Regions from separate parts of the Gossypium hirsutum genome. Here all the other regions are linked to region 1. A link is a contact called in public Hi-C data. All regions are on one chromosome and are shown on one strand. Each heading gives the region's core, a stretch centred on a gene start, on an enhancer-like site or on the middle of the called end of the contact. The rest is flanking DNA. Distances are from core to core; before and after follow the strand shown.

The links. A called contact is a pair of places that touch in the nucleus more often than the background predicts.
Region 2: a Hi-C map of leaf shows a contact between it and region 1, with 1.9 times the contacts expected there. The contact joins the promoter of LOC107951850 here to the promoter of LOC107951930 in region 1. A contact is called at or near these places in 6 of 34 Hi-C or Micro-C datasets (callus and leaf).
Region 3: a Hi-C map of leaf shows a contact between it and region 1, with 3 times the contacts expected there. The contact joins the promoter of LOC107951933 here to the promoter of LOC107951930 in region 1. A contact is called at or near these places in 11 of 34 Hi-C or Micro-C datasets (callus, hypocotyl, leaf and 1 more).

The regions. Positions count from the first base shown.
Region 1 is chrA02:82,329,788-82,333,898 of Gossypium_hirsutum_v2.1, forward strand. LOC107951930 (protein FLX-like 3) reads left to right here and starts at 2,297. Exons shown (of 7, transcript XM_016887114.2): 1 at 2,297-2,600; 2 at 2,729-2,804; 3 at 4,029-4,080; 4 at 4,083-4,111. The coding sequence starts at 4,035.
Region 2 is chrA02:81,931,507-81,935,617 of Gossypium_hirsutum_v2.1, forward strand. LOC107951850 (protein ROOT HAIR DEFECTIVE 3) reads left to right here and starts at 2,295. Exons shown (of 23, transcript XM_016887013.2): 1 at 2,295-2,425; 2 at 3,042-3,191; 3 at 3,644-3,667; 4 at 3,753-3,855. The coding sequence starts at 3,142.
Region 3 is chrA02:82,597,852-82,601,962 of Gossypium_hirsutum_v2.1, forward strand. LOC107951933 (serine/threonine protein phosphatase 2A 55 kDa regulatory subunit B beta isoform) reads left to right here and starts at 2,121. Exons shown (of 14, transcript XM_016887119.2): 1 at 2,121-2,629. The coding sequence starts at 2,518.

The DNA.
Region 1 (4,111 bases), core at 1,047-3,546:
TAAGATGAACACATTCATCTTTTACTTTTGTTTTACTTAATCATGACTTAATACATAAATTACAAAATTAACCTTAGCTATTTCATTAAAAATTCCACTAATTATTGTCCATACTTGTTCATTCATTAAACCAATGGTCCATTTACAACACAAGGACCTTACCTCTAATAAACCATAGCAATTGAGGTCTTTTAACAAATAGCTAGCCACTTTCACATTTTACGTGATTAAGTCCTTTTTATCAAATCGGCACACAAACGATAAAATTTTTACACCAAACTCTCACAAATATCAATTCACATATTATAATCACAGAAAATAATATTAAAATATTTTTTTGACTTAGATTTGTGGTCCTGAAACTACTATTTCGACTAGGATCTAAATCGGGCTGTTACGGCGCCTTAAAAGTCATATAATTTCATTATTAGGGTATTTTGTGGCTCATAACATGCTTTAAATATTTAGAAATATTCTCAGGGTTAGACATTTTTATTTTTTAGAGAAGAAAAGTGTTAGAGAAGGAGGGAAGCGCACCCAGATGGACGAGCCTTCTCTAACATTTTTCTTCTCTAAAAAATAAAAGTACTTGACCCCTCGAATTTTTCAATAGATTTAAAGTACATTTTGAATATATTCATCGAAGACGCTATCCTGCGATGCATCTTTGATCATGGGAATTTTCTCCTTTACAATCCCACCCTACCCCCACATTTATAAAATGAGTCTTTCACTCCATACTTCATTATCCCTCAAACATCTTCTCCTCCAACCTCTCTATCCATTCACTATACATCATTTCTCAATGTTAAAAATTTCATTCGTTGATAAAATTTGGATAGTTTGAGGTATTCTTGAGTCGTCGGTAATGTGATCCGAGATGAGACCATTACATCTGAAGCCTATCCTGGGGAAGTTAGGTTCTGGGGTGATTTTTCTTTGTACAATCAAGGATGGAAGTCTGTGTAGAGGTCTCAAGTGATGGTCATTATATGGTCATGGATTGGGGTATAACGGGTGAGTCGGTTGACCTTCGTTACGCGACCACGAGCTTAAAATTTTTGGATACCCGGAAATGTTGCGTTATAAATACAATATGGAAATTTGAGGGCATAATCATTAGGAAAAACTATGAGGCTTCCCGCTATAATCGGCGTAATTTTTTTCTCCATTTTTAGGCAGCCAGTACCTTTAACATTTTTTCTTTTCCGAAGGCCAACATCGTCATGGACCTAGGAGGACTTTCAAGTGGGGAGTGGCTGTTGTAGTGCAGTAAAGGTGATGCTCTTTTCGAGGTGACAACGATCGTTGTTATTAAACAAGCCATTAATAACTACAACCACTGTCGCATTGACCCGAGTTTGACATCTACTATGCTAGAACATCTATTTTTCGCCTAAGAACCCTTTTGTGTCCACCTCGGTGTCAGCCTTTGGATAAAAATGGAAGGTTAAAGATATCAACTGCTGGAAATAAAGAAAAAAATTATGTTGATTACATCAAAAATCACTCCATTTTCCCCTATGATTATGACTTCAATTTTACTATATAAGGCATCATTTGCAGGTATCTAAAAAGCTTGAATTTGTGACCGCATAATGACCATCAATTGGCCCCTGGTTATACTCGAGCTTGTTACTACATCATGGCCGCGGACTGAAACCTCCACCTAAACTTCGACCTATGATCTTATTAAGCACTGTCACCCCAAAATCTAATTTCCTCAAGATGAGTTTCTGAGGTAATGGTCCTAGTCCGCCATGACATATATAATGTATGTCTTCTAAGAAGCGTTATCACATCCTCAACCCCTCAAATCTACTTATAAACTTTTGCGATTTCACCATTGAACCCAAACCTTAAACCCTTAAAAATACCTAACCTCATAAACCTAACAAAATTTAAAAACCCTAACCTTGGGAGAGAGAATGGGAAAGCGCGTCTAGTTAGGCGACCTTTCTGTACATGTGGCAGGAAAACGCGTCTAGCTGGGTGAGCTTTCCCGCCAACTGTATAGAAAGCATGACTAGCTGGATGCACTTTCCTTTTCTTTCTAAAAAATGACCTATTTCTTTAAATTAAAGAAATGACCTAAAAAGACAAATAAAAAAATTGTCATATATAGTTAATTTAGCCTACTGGATTATTATTAATTAAATTCAAATTATATATTTTATTATTATTATATTTAAATAAATATATATATTTCATATGTAAGTGTGGGTTTGGATATGTATAACTTACTTTTTATTCCAGCCTGCAGTATTAGTATAATATACCTCTAAATTGTACGTAGTATAACCCACCTCTAAATGAAACTGATTGAATGAAGAGTTAGTGGCGGAAGCGGTCGGTTTAGTTCCGAACGTCCTATAATTTAATTTTAGTGCTATTGCATCCTTGGCCAACAATATTCAGCACACAGCTAAGCCTTCTCTTCGATCTTAAATCTTCAATTTTCATTCATCTACTCCCTATTTTTCCTCTTAACTTTTCTTAGAAGAACATCACCTGCAAAAAAAAAAAAAAATGCTTTTCTGATATTTCAACCAAGTCCCATCTCACAAACCCTAGTTTATCATTCATATCCTTGCCCGAAGGTTTGAATCAACGCCTATTTTTTTATTCTTTTTTAATTTGATTACTATTTCATGAATATTGAAAACCGAAACTTCAGCCTCAGATTCTCGGATAACTTTTTGCCTGATTACCTGGGTTTTTTTCGCAGGCAAAACAGTGTAAAAGAGGAGCACAAAAGTAGAAAATCTTCCTCAATCTAATCATTAGTAGCCGAATCTGCTCTGGTCAGCAGAGGAATTTAAACTTTTTAACTATTTGCTTTGGGAATTTCGGTTTTATTTGGTAATTTATGTGAATTTTTGGATTTGATTTTCCTTGTATTTTTTTTGGGTGCATGTGTATTTATGTTATATATTTTGATGCAAAAGTTGATAAAAGAGAAGCTAATATGGAATTGGAAATGGATGAATGCAAATTCCAAGTTGGTTTAAGTGGAATAAGGTTTTAAGTGTTTTTAATGTGCGTATTTGATGCAAAATTTAGGGTTTTCAGTGTTTTTTTGGAATGGATAGGCCCAATCAACAACAATGGCAGCTTGGTTGTTGAATGTCTGCTATATGTCACAGAACAGTGACATGTAGTTTGATACGATGTTAGGTAGTTGGAAGGAAAAAGAGAAGAGAAAGACCAGAAATAGGAAAGAATTTAGAGGAAGAAAAAGCTATTCTTCATTCATAATGAGCTCATTACATCACTGTCCTATATGAGCACACGTTAGATGATGTCGTATCTGAATTTCCAAATAGAAGGGAGCAAGGACAATGCGTCATTTGGCAAGTAACAGGTGGAGGACAATGTGTCATTTGGCAAGTAACAGCTGGACTAACTAATTATAATTTGCTACTTCAGACCTCGTAACAGTTGTATTCTCTTGTCGTTTTCTTCTATTTCTAGTTCTGTGTTTCCCAGCGCCCTTGGCAATTCTGTTGTCCTTTCTTCCTGTGTGCTCCACTCATTGCCCTGCTAGTAGTTGCAGCCATCAATTTTATCGCATCATTAGAGTTTGAACATGATGTTGAGTATGTTTTGTTATGGGAAATTAAGGTTGAATTAGGGGATCTGATGGTTCAGAAAAGGTTTGTAATTCACACTCTTAATTGAAACTTAGGGAAGTGGATAAAGTTCTGGACTTTGTTGCTTCTGTTTCCTGGTAGTATGTATGATTCATCTTAGTTCTGCTCAATGGTTTTATGCGTGATTCAGTTGAGCTGCATCTTTTATCATCTGGGTACTAATTATGGAAGATCTTTTTGATCCAGTTGCCACTTATGTGTGGCTACTGTCACATAATTTTACTAAGACTCTGATCAGCAGGTTCTGTATGAACTTTTCGAGTATATGATTCTGTCATCAGTACCGTATTCATAATAATTGACTATAAAGTGCTTCTAGTATTCATAAAAGCTGACTTAAAAATTATTCTGTTCTGTTACATTTTCCCAAAATAGTTTAAAATGGCTGGGAGAAACCGCGTTCCTCGTGAAGCCTTCAATGACCGGCGTGGATTCCCCCCGAGAGGCCGTTCTTTCGT
Region 2 (4,111 bases), core at 1,045-3,544, 400 kb before region 1:
ATTACAAAATCAAGCCTTGAAGAGAGCATGAATTTAAATTTTTTGGACTTTAGTCTTTGGCATATACTTAGGGATATGTTGGACATGTTTTGGTTGATTTTAATGAAAGCTTTGGTGCTTTTGATTCATTTTGTAAATCTTGTAAATTGGTTTGGTATGATTTGGAATTGAGTACAATTAGGTGATATTTAAGGTTCAAATTGGCATATTTGAATGGTTTATTGGGCATGTTTGAATGTTATCAAGGCTGAATTTGGTTGGTATATACCATATAAATGTTGCCATTAATGCAAGGAAGAAAAAAAATTCTTAAGATTTAAGGTGGCAGGATTGAGGTTGTGACGTCAGGCCTTATGAAGTCGCGACGAGCTCAAGTCAGTGAGTGAGGTCGCAACATGGAATCCATGAAGTCGCAACGAGCACTGAAAGTTTGGACTTTGCAATTTGGTCCCTAAATGACCTTTGATAACCTTGGGAACTTTCGTAAGCTCGTTTTAAGCTCAGATAAGTGTCTAAATCATATTTAATTGTATTTTAAGCTTAACAACTTGAAAAAAAAATTAAATTGATTTGGAGTGATCGTAGTTGCTTCAGCATCGAATATGACATCTCGATACTTTGACCTAGTGATTGAGTCGGGTAATGGATGTTGCAAGTATAATAAAAAAATATAAAAAATAATGATAAAATGTAAATAAAAAATTTTTGTAATTCAAGATTTTCATTATCAAAAAATATACTTCTAATAAATACTTACTTATGAAACAAATTTTATAATTTAATTTCAACACATTTAATTTTTTAATTCATCAAACAATACATAAATTAAATGCGTATTTAGAAGAGGTGCTAAAATTACATAATTCAGATGTGACATTTCTTTAAAATAAATGTTTGTAAAAATAATAATAAAATGTTTGCACAATTAATTTTTCATCTCAAATTTATTTACTAGGGTACATTTGTTTTGTGAAATATTAGATTATGTTGTGTGATAATATTATGGAAATGTAAGATTATGGGTGGAATACGGGATTATATTATTTAGTTAATTTGGTTGGAATATAAAATTTGGATGTTTAGTTGAAGGAATGAAAGATTATATAGAAACACATTTTACTCAATTGATCTTGTTATAAAATTTATTTATTATAACAAGTTTAATTCCTTTAATATCTCAATTTTTATATAATTATTATAAATTATTACAATTCTTATTTTTTATTATAATTTGTGTACAAATAAGTAAATATGTAATTTTAAAATAAATTTTATGAATCAGAAAAGTTATCGCAACAACAACTATAAATATATTAATAACCATAATTAATAATATGTTTTTTTTTTCCTTACAAAATCAATCTCATTTTCACTTTATTTCTACTATTATTAAATAAGACCAACTCAATTAAACAACAAAATTTATTAAAAAAAATATTTATGTCTTTCAATAATTTTATTAATTCTTTAAAAAACTCACAATTGATGAGTGATTAAATTAAAAGATTTAATATTCTTTGGGTACCGAGTTTAAATTTTTTTTAATTGTCTTATATAAGGTTTAACCATACCCATTTTTTCATTTTAAATTTGGTTTCTGGTGGGTTCCATCTGGACCCATGCCGCTATGAAACATTGGGTTATTAGAGTGCGTGCGCAGTGACTGTTAAAGCAGCCGATCACACACTGCCCACTTTTTGCAAAAAAAGGGATGGGCGGCTGATGGGCACTGCTAGAATCGGTGATCGTGCAGCTGACCCCCCAACCAAACACAATTCCCTACCAAAACTTTTCCCTTTTGTCTTGGACAACTAATCAGATGCTTCCATCTTTGCACCTTGTTTGGAGGTGTATGGAGACTTATTTGAGGATGCATGCATTGAGTTCAATTTGTATTGATTTTTTTTTAATCTATTAAGAAATTAAGAAATTTTAAAATTTAATAAAAAAGGAAAAAAATTATTATCGAAGTGGGTCTAATTTTTTCTCTTTTACTTTTCAAATTTTACTACCTATCCCATTGCTAATTGAATTATGTTAAATTTAAATACATTATTACAATTGAGATTTAATTTTTCAAACCATACTTTTGAACATTAAAATTCTGCTACTCAAATTAATAGAAATGAAATAATAACATTAGAATCTAATTTTCAAATTATAAGTAGTTATCAAATTCTTGAAATTAAAAAAGAAAGGACTAAATTTGAGAAATCTAACAGGTTTAGGGACTAAAGATAAAATTAAACTTATTTACTTTGCGGTCTTTGATTACCCAGTCCAGCCCACTTTTAAAGAAAAGAAAAAAGCAGTAAACTCAAGACAAGTTTCAAAGCCTCTCTCTATTTTACTCCTCTTTCTCTGTCTTTCATTGACATCGATCTCCTCAGTTTCTGAGCTATCAATTTCAAACAAGATTCAATGGGTACGTTCTCGCATCGCATCGCATCGTCTCATCTTATTCTTTTCTTTTCCCATTTCTGTTTTGCCTTATTATTTTCTCTCTGTTTATAGCTGTTTTAAGTGATCCGTTTCTTCCTTTGTTTAGTTAAAATTTTTCTGTTTCTTGTTTAATTTCTATGATGTAACTGAACCAGAGCGTTTTAGCATCAGCGCCGCCTTAATAATTTTGTTCTTTTACTATTAGTTAATGAGCGATGCGATCTCTTTTATGTTAAAATTTATATTTAAACTTGGTTTTTAGGTTTTTTAAGAGTTTCTGTAAAGTATTGTAGTCTGAAGTTAATTTTTCTGTTTGGATCGGGTCTATAGATAGATTTTATGTATACTGCATGTTTGGTTGCTGAGGAAACTGAAGAAAACTAAAAAAGAAAAAGAGAAAATCCGATTTTGCTTATCAGCTCCGTAGATATTAAAGTTGCCAAATTTATCTGTCTGAATTACTGAATATACTAACTGTTTTTAGTTGAGATATTCTTAAATTTTCCTTGATCAATTGATATGGATATTTTAATCTTAACGTTGCTGATGGAACCTTCATTCTCTTTACTGAAACATAATACGGACATTTCGCTTCACAGCCACGACTGAGGAATGTCATTCAATTCAACTTATTGATGGAGATGGATTGTTCAATGATGTTGGAACTGACCGCCTTATCAAGGAAATTAAGCTTGCTGAATGTGGGTTGTCATATGCTGTGGTTGCTATCATGGGACCTCAGAGCAGCGGTATGCTTTGTTATCTTAATGACATCTTGCTTTATACTTGTCCTTTTCTTGGTCCTTAGGTGCCTATTCCTAGGTCATACTGAGCTGCTTATTTGTTCTCATTTTCTTTAATGATACTTAATTAGAAATACTTGGGTTGCATGTGAGAGTATGATAAACTTGGAGTTTGGTCACTGCAGCTTTGCACAAAGGCATATTTTTCATATTTCACTTTGATACGAACTTCTTCCATATGGTATTATTGGAAACTTCTGTATTTAGTTTTGTATATATCTTTCTTGCATAATTTTTTTTTTTAAATTCTAACACATGCCATGGAAGATTTTAGTTTTGGTGTTTTATCATGGTAGCTGTGTAAGTTCTGATTGTTCCATTTAAAGTTTTATTTTGTTTTCCATGATCTCAACAGGTAAAAGCACACTGTTAAATCATTTGTTTTGCACCAATTTCAGGGAAATGGATGCATTTAAGGGAAGGTAACTTACGTTTTTCTAATAAGTAGTAACACATTGGATTTGTTTCCATTGGCAGAAAGAACTAATGGAATGTGCTTTTTCTCAGGTCTCAAACCACTAAAGGTATTTGGATGGCAAAATGTGCTGGTATAGAGCCTTGCACTCTAGTAATGGATTTGGAGGGTACTGATGGAAGAGAACGAGGGGAGGTGCTGTTGCTAGCTTGCATTCTATCATTTCCATATGTTGTCCAAAAATTGAAACTACATTATTTTATATATCATCAACTACTTTTGCTTGCTTTGTTTTTTGCCTTCACTTTACCTTGTTAATATAAGATCCTTTTTGCTTGTTTTTGCAAAGCATAGGATTCACGATATCCCTCCTTCCATGCCTCCAAAGGAAAAGGAAAATAAGAATATTTATGGATACACATTTTGATTTATTAATCAAGTAGTTATTTCT
Region 3 (4,111 bases), core at 871-3,370, 270 kb after region 1:
AGTACTACAGAACAAGCCCTTAGTTTAGGAATAAATTTTAAAAATGCATTTAAGAAAAAAAATTTTGGGAAGAAACTAAAATTTTTAACAATACTTTTATCTTAAAAATATTTCTTAAAAACAATACTAAATACATTACTTACCTAAAATAAAAAAATAATTCTAAATACACCCTAAAAAAGGAGTGCCTCCTCGCACAGGTAAAATAAAAAAGAAACCAAAATTGACGTGGTTAGTTGTGTTGAAAGCTTGTCAGATCCTTGCCTTTAGACATTGGTGCTTCAGATCACTAGCCTCCGAGTTTTCTTCATCTTGTAAAAGTCATTGGCTTTATTTTAGATCAATGTCTTATACGATATTTTAAATCCAATCTGCTTCATATTTCTTTTCATCGACGAAACGAAATGACTGTTCAAAAAAATAAAAATTCTATACTCATTTAACATTTAAATTTTAAATGTTAAAAATTTCAAGAAAATAAAATATAAAATTTCAAGAAATAATCAGTATTAGAAAATAAATATTTTATTTTGAAAAATATAAAAATTTCTATACTCATTTAACATTTAAATTTTAATATATGTAGTTTAATTTTGAAACATTAAATCCCTTTCTATATATTTTTATTTAAAAATTTTGATGCTTTTACGAACTTCCATCTAACTTTGCCTTTAGTTGTAGACATGACAATCATGAAAAATAAGGCAAAGATAACTTTTATAGCTTATAGTTTTTTTTTTTATCAATTTAACCCCTATTATTTAAAAATACATAATATTGTAAAACAAATGAATGATAAATATTTGTTTTTATATTTTCAATAAATATATTTTTTCTATAATATTAAAAATTACTGAATAATTAGAAACTCATTCAAAAATAAAAATTTTAAAATAAAAAGTTATGCCTTTCAATTCAGGCCACCTGTTGGTATTCATGTCACTGGTTACTAAATTTTAAGGATGTTAATGGTTTGTTGTTACTACCAATCCCTTTATGGTTGTTGATTAGCATAATATTCTTCTATTGTTATGTAAATGTCATATAATTTATGAGGTAGACAGAAACTAGTAATTACCATTGGTTTTTGCTTCTCCAAATGTAAAAGACCATAACATCATTCCATGGGTTATAGGTTAATGTAGTTTGCAAAGAGAATTATGTAGTATATAACCATATATGCCTTAACTCTTCTTTTTATTTAATCTTTTAGCAATCAAATGGGTGGCTATTGGAAGAGAAACCTCATTTGACAAAATTCAAAGGTAATAATTTTTTTATGGAAATTTATATAGTGTATTTGTGGGGATTGTATTAGCCTTAAGAATCAATTTAGTTATGTGATTTTTAATTGGGTTCACGAGTTGACTAGAGTAGTTTTATTTTCTGCTCATCTGCATATTTGAGATTCAGTTCCACATTTTACAAATGATGGATATTAGGATGGGCGTATGGGTGTAAGGGGAGGGCCTGGTGGTCTGGGTTAGTTTTATTGTCCATTTTTCGCTGGCTACTCTCTTGTGCTTTCTTTAATCAATGATATTGCCATTTACTTCAAATTATATATATTATAACTAAATTAAATGATTTTTTTTAATTTTAAATATTTTTTAATATTTCATAATTTTATAAAATATAATTTTTAATTGAAAATATGTAAAAAGATATTTCTTAATTTTTTTAGAATGTTTTATGTATTTTTAAAATTAAGGGCCAAATCGATAAACGAATATAAAATGTTTTAAGTACTATAAAAGTTTTTCAACAGCAAAATTGGATGGAAGGAGCAAGAATTTTAAATCAATGAAAATATCAAAAAAAATATCTCAAGGATTAAATTTTAAATTGTGAAAGAATAGAGGACTTTTGACAAATTTAAACCTTCAAAAGAATCAACTTAGCTCGATGAAACCGTATAATTAGAGAATAAACAATTCACAAGTCTCACTCACTGGACTCCTAAAATTTCACTTGTACTAATACCCGTCCTCCCTCGATCAAACGGCGCCTCTTTACTGAATCACTCAATCAAAACCCACAGTCAAAGTGGAAAACATGACAGTATGTAACGCTAGCATATACACAAAAAATATTAAATAGAGAAAAAGAAGCTTGCATTATTGAGAGAGAATTCTATTTTCCCTGCTCAGTCATTTCAGTCCTTTTAAGAAAAAAAAAATTCCTAAAAATCCAAAATTCTCCTTCGCAAAGAGAAAAAGATAGGAATATATATTTCTTCTCAGGAAGAGGGAGAAAATTTGGGTGTCTGTTGTTTGTTTTTCTTTGGGTTATTGTCAATGGTTGAATTATAGAAATCGAAACAAATATTTCAAATTTTACCCCTTTCGAGTTTAACAAGGAAGAGAGAACAAAAATAGCTAACTCAAGATGCGATCTTCAATTTGATTTTGGGAGTGTGGTTGAATCTAGGCCGTTTGGTTTTCAATTTTCGTGATTGATTATTAGACAGTGAAATTACAGGCAGAAAGGCAAACCCAAAAAAAGAAAGAGAGAGAAATGCACGGAGGCGATGAGGTGGTCGCAGCTCTGGCAGGACCGCCACAACCGTTGGATTGGAAATTCTCTCAGGTTTTTGGTGAAAGAACCGCTGGAGAAGAAGTTCAAGAAGGTAAATTATTATTGTTTCTGGATCCAATCGGTAATTTGTAGGTCTTTTTAGAACTAGGGTTTATTTTGGTGCTTTGGATCTATTTGGGATCATGGGATATTGAGTAATTATTGTTTAGGTTAATGGGTATGAGAAATTGTGACTTTTTTTTTTGTAAGGTTTTTGCTTTCTTTTGGTTCCAAATAATGCTTGGAATAATATCTGGGTATTTTGTTAGAAATAAGATAGTGTGGAAGTGAAGATGGTGAAGTTAGTGATGGTGCATGCACAAAAAGTTGTGCCTTCTTTGTGTGTTTCTGGTAATCGTTTTGATTTTAATAATTTATGTACTTTTCTTCTGGTTTTGGGGTTTTAGTGCATGGCAATTGATTAACAGTTTTGAGATTTGAATTGAAATTGGAATCTGGGTATTATCACTTTGTTAAGATGGAGATAGACAATGTTTCATGAGTTTATGGCACAAATCATAACTCATGGATGAATGACAGCATTGATGTGGCACGGGTATACCATTTATATGATGGGGGTTCAGATTCCTAGCTTTATTTGGTGGTGGTTTATTTCTAATATGAATCGGTTATGTTATGGTATGGTAAACTTCTTAGTAAGTGGGACAGTCAGAAAATGGGTTAGATTATGAGTTGATTGATGCAAGATTGTGTGCTGCTGCTAGGAAAGAAATAATTCTGTGATTGGTAGATATTTGGCTGTTTAGATACTACTTCAAATTTTTATTGATCAATTTAGTACTCAATACTGAAACTTGGCTTAACAATTTGAATTCAATCCTGTGTAAGTATAATGTGGGTAAACTTTGAAGCATGCTACTGAAACAGATGACTAGTGGCCTTAGGTTTTCAGAAACATCAAAGTATGCATGGTAATAGTTCGGGTTGGATTAGTGAGATATGGATAGCTTTCAGAAACATTTCTGTTGACTCTGGTTGAATTGATAACTATTTTCTATATGCAATAACTCAAGCATAGCTAATCATTGCAAAATTCTATTTTGAGTTCTGGAGAGGCAATTAATCATAGTCTCTGGCTAGGATTTTTTTCTTTTTTTGTTTTTTGGAAAGGAACTATCTTGGACTTTCTCACTAGCTGTTCAGTAGCTCTCTTTTTATTCTTCTTGTCTCTCCAAATTAAGCTTGTTATCGCCACAATGACATTTTTCTAAGCTTGGTAGAATAATAATGATGCAAGGGCGATGAGAATATGCATTACAACGCTGTGGATCATTCTTGTTATGTCGTGGCAAAAATAGTTTATATTCATCAAATGTTAACCTGCTTTTTTGCCTTAGAGAGAAAGATGTCGTGTGGAAAATAAAAATTATGTCGAGAGTAGAGACCAAGAGTTGTGTGCATTGAAAGAAAAATAAATTTGTGCCTTTTTCTCTTTTCCAGTCAATGTAGTTTCTATGTACAAAGTTTTGATAAAATTTTATTATTGCTCTTACTGCAGTACAATTCTATTGTT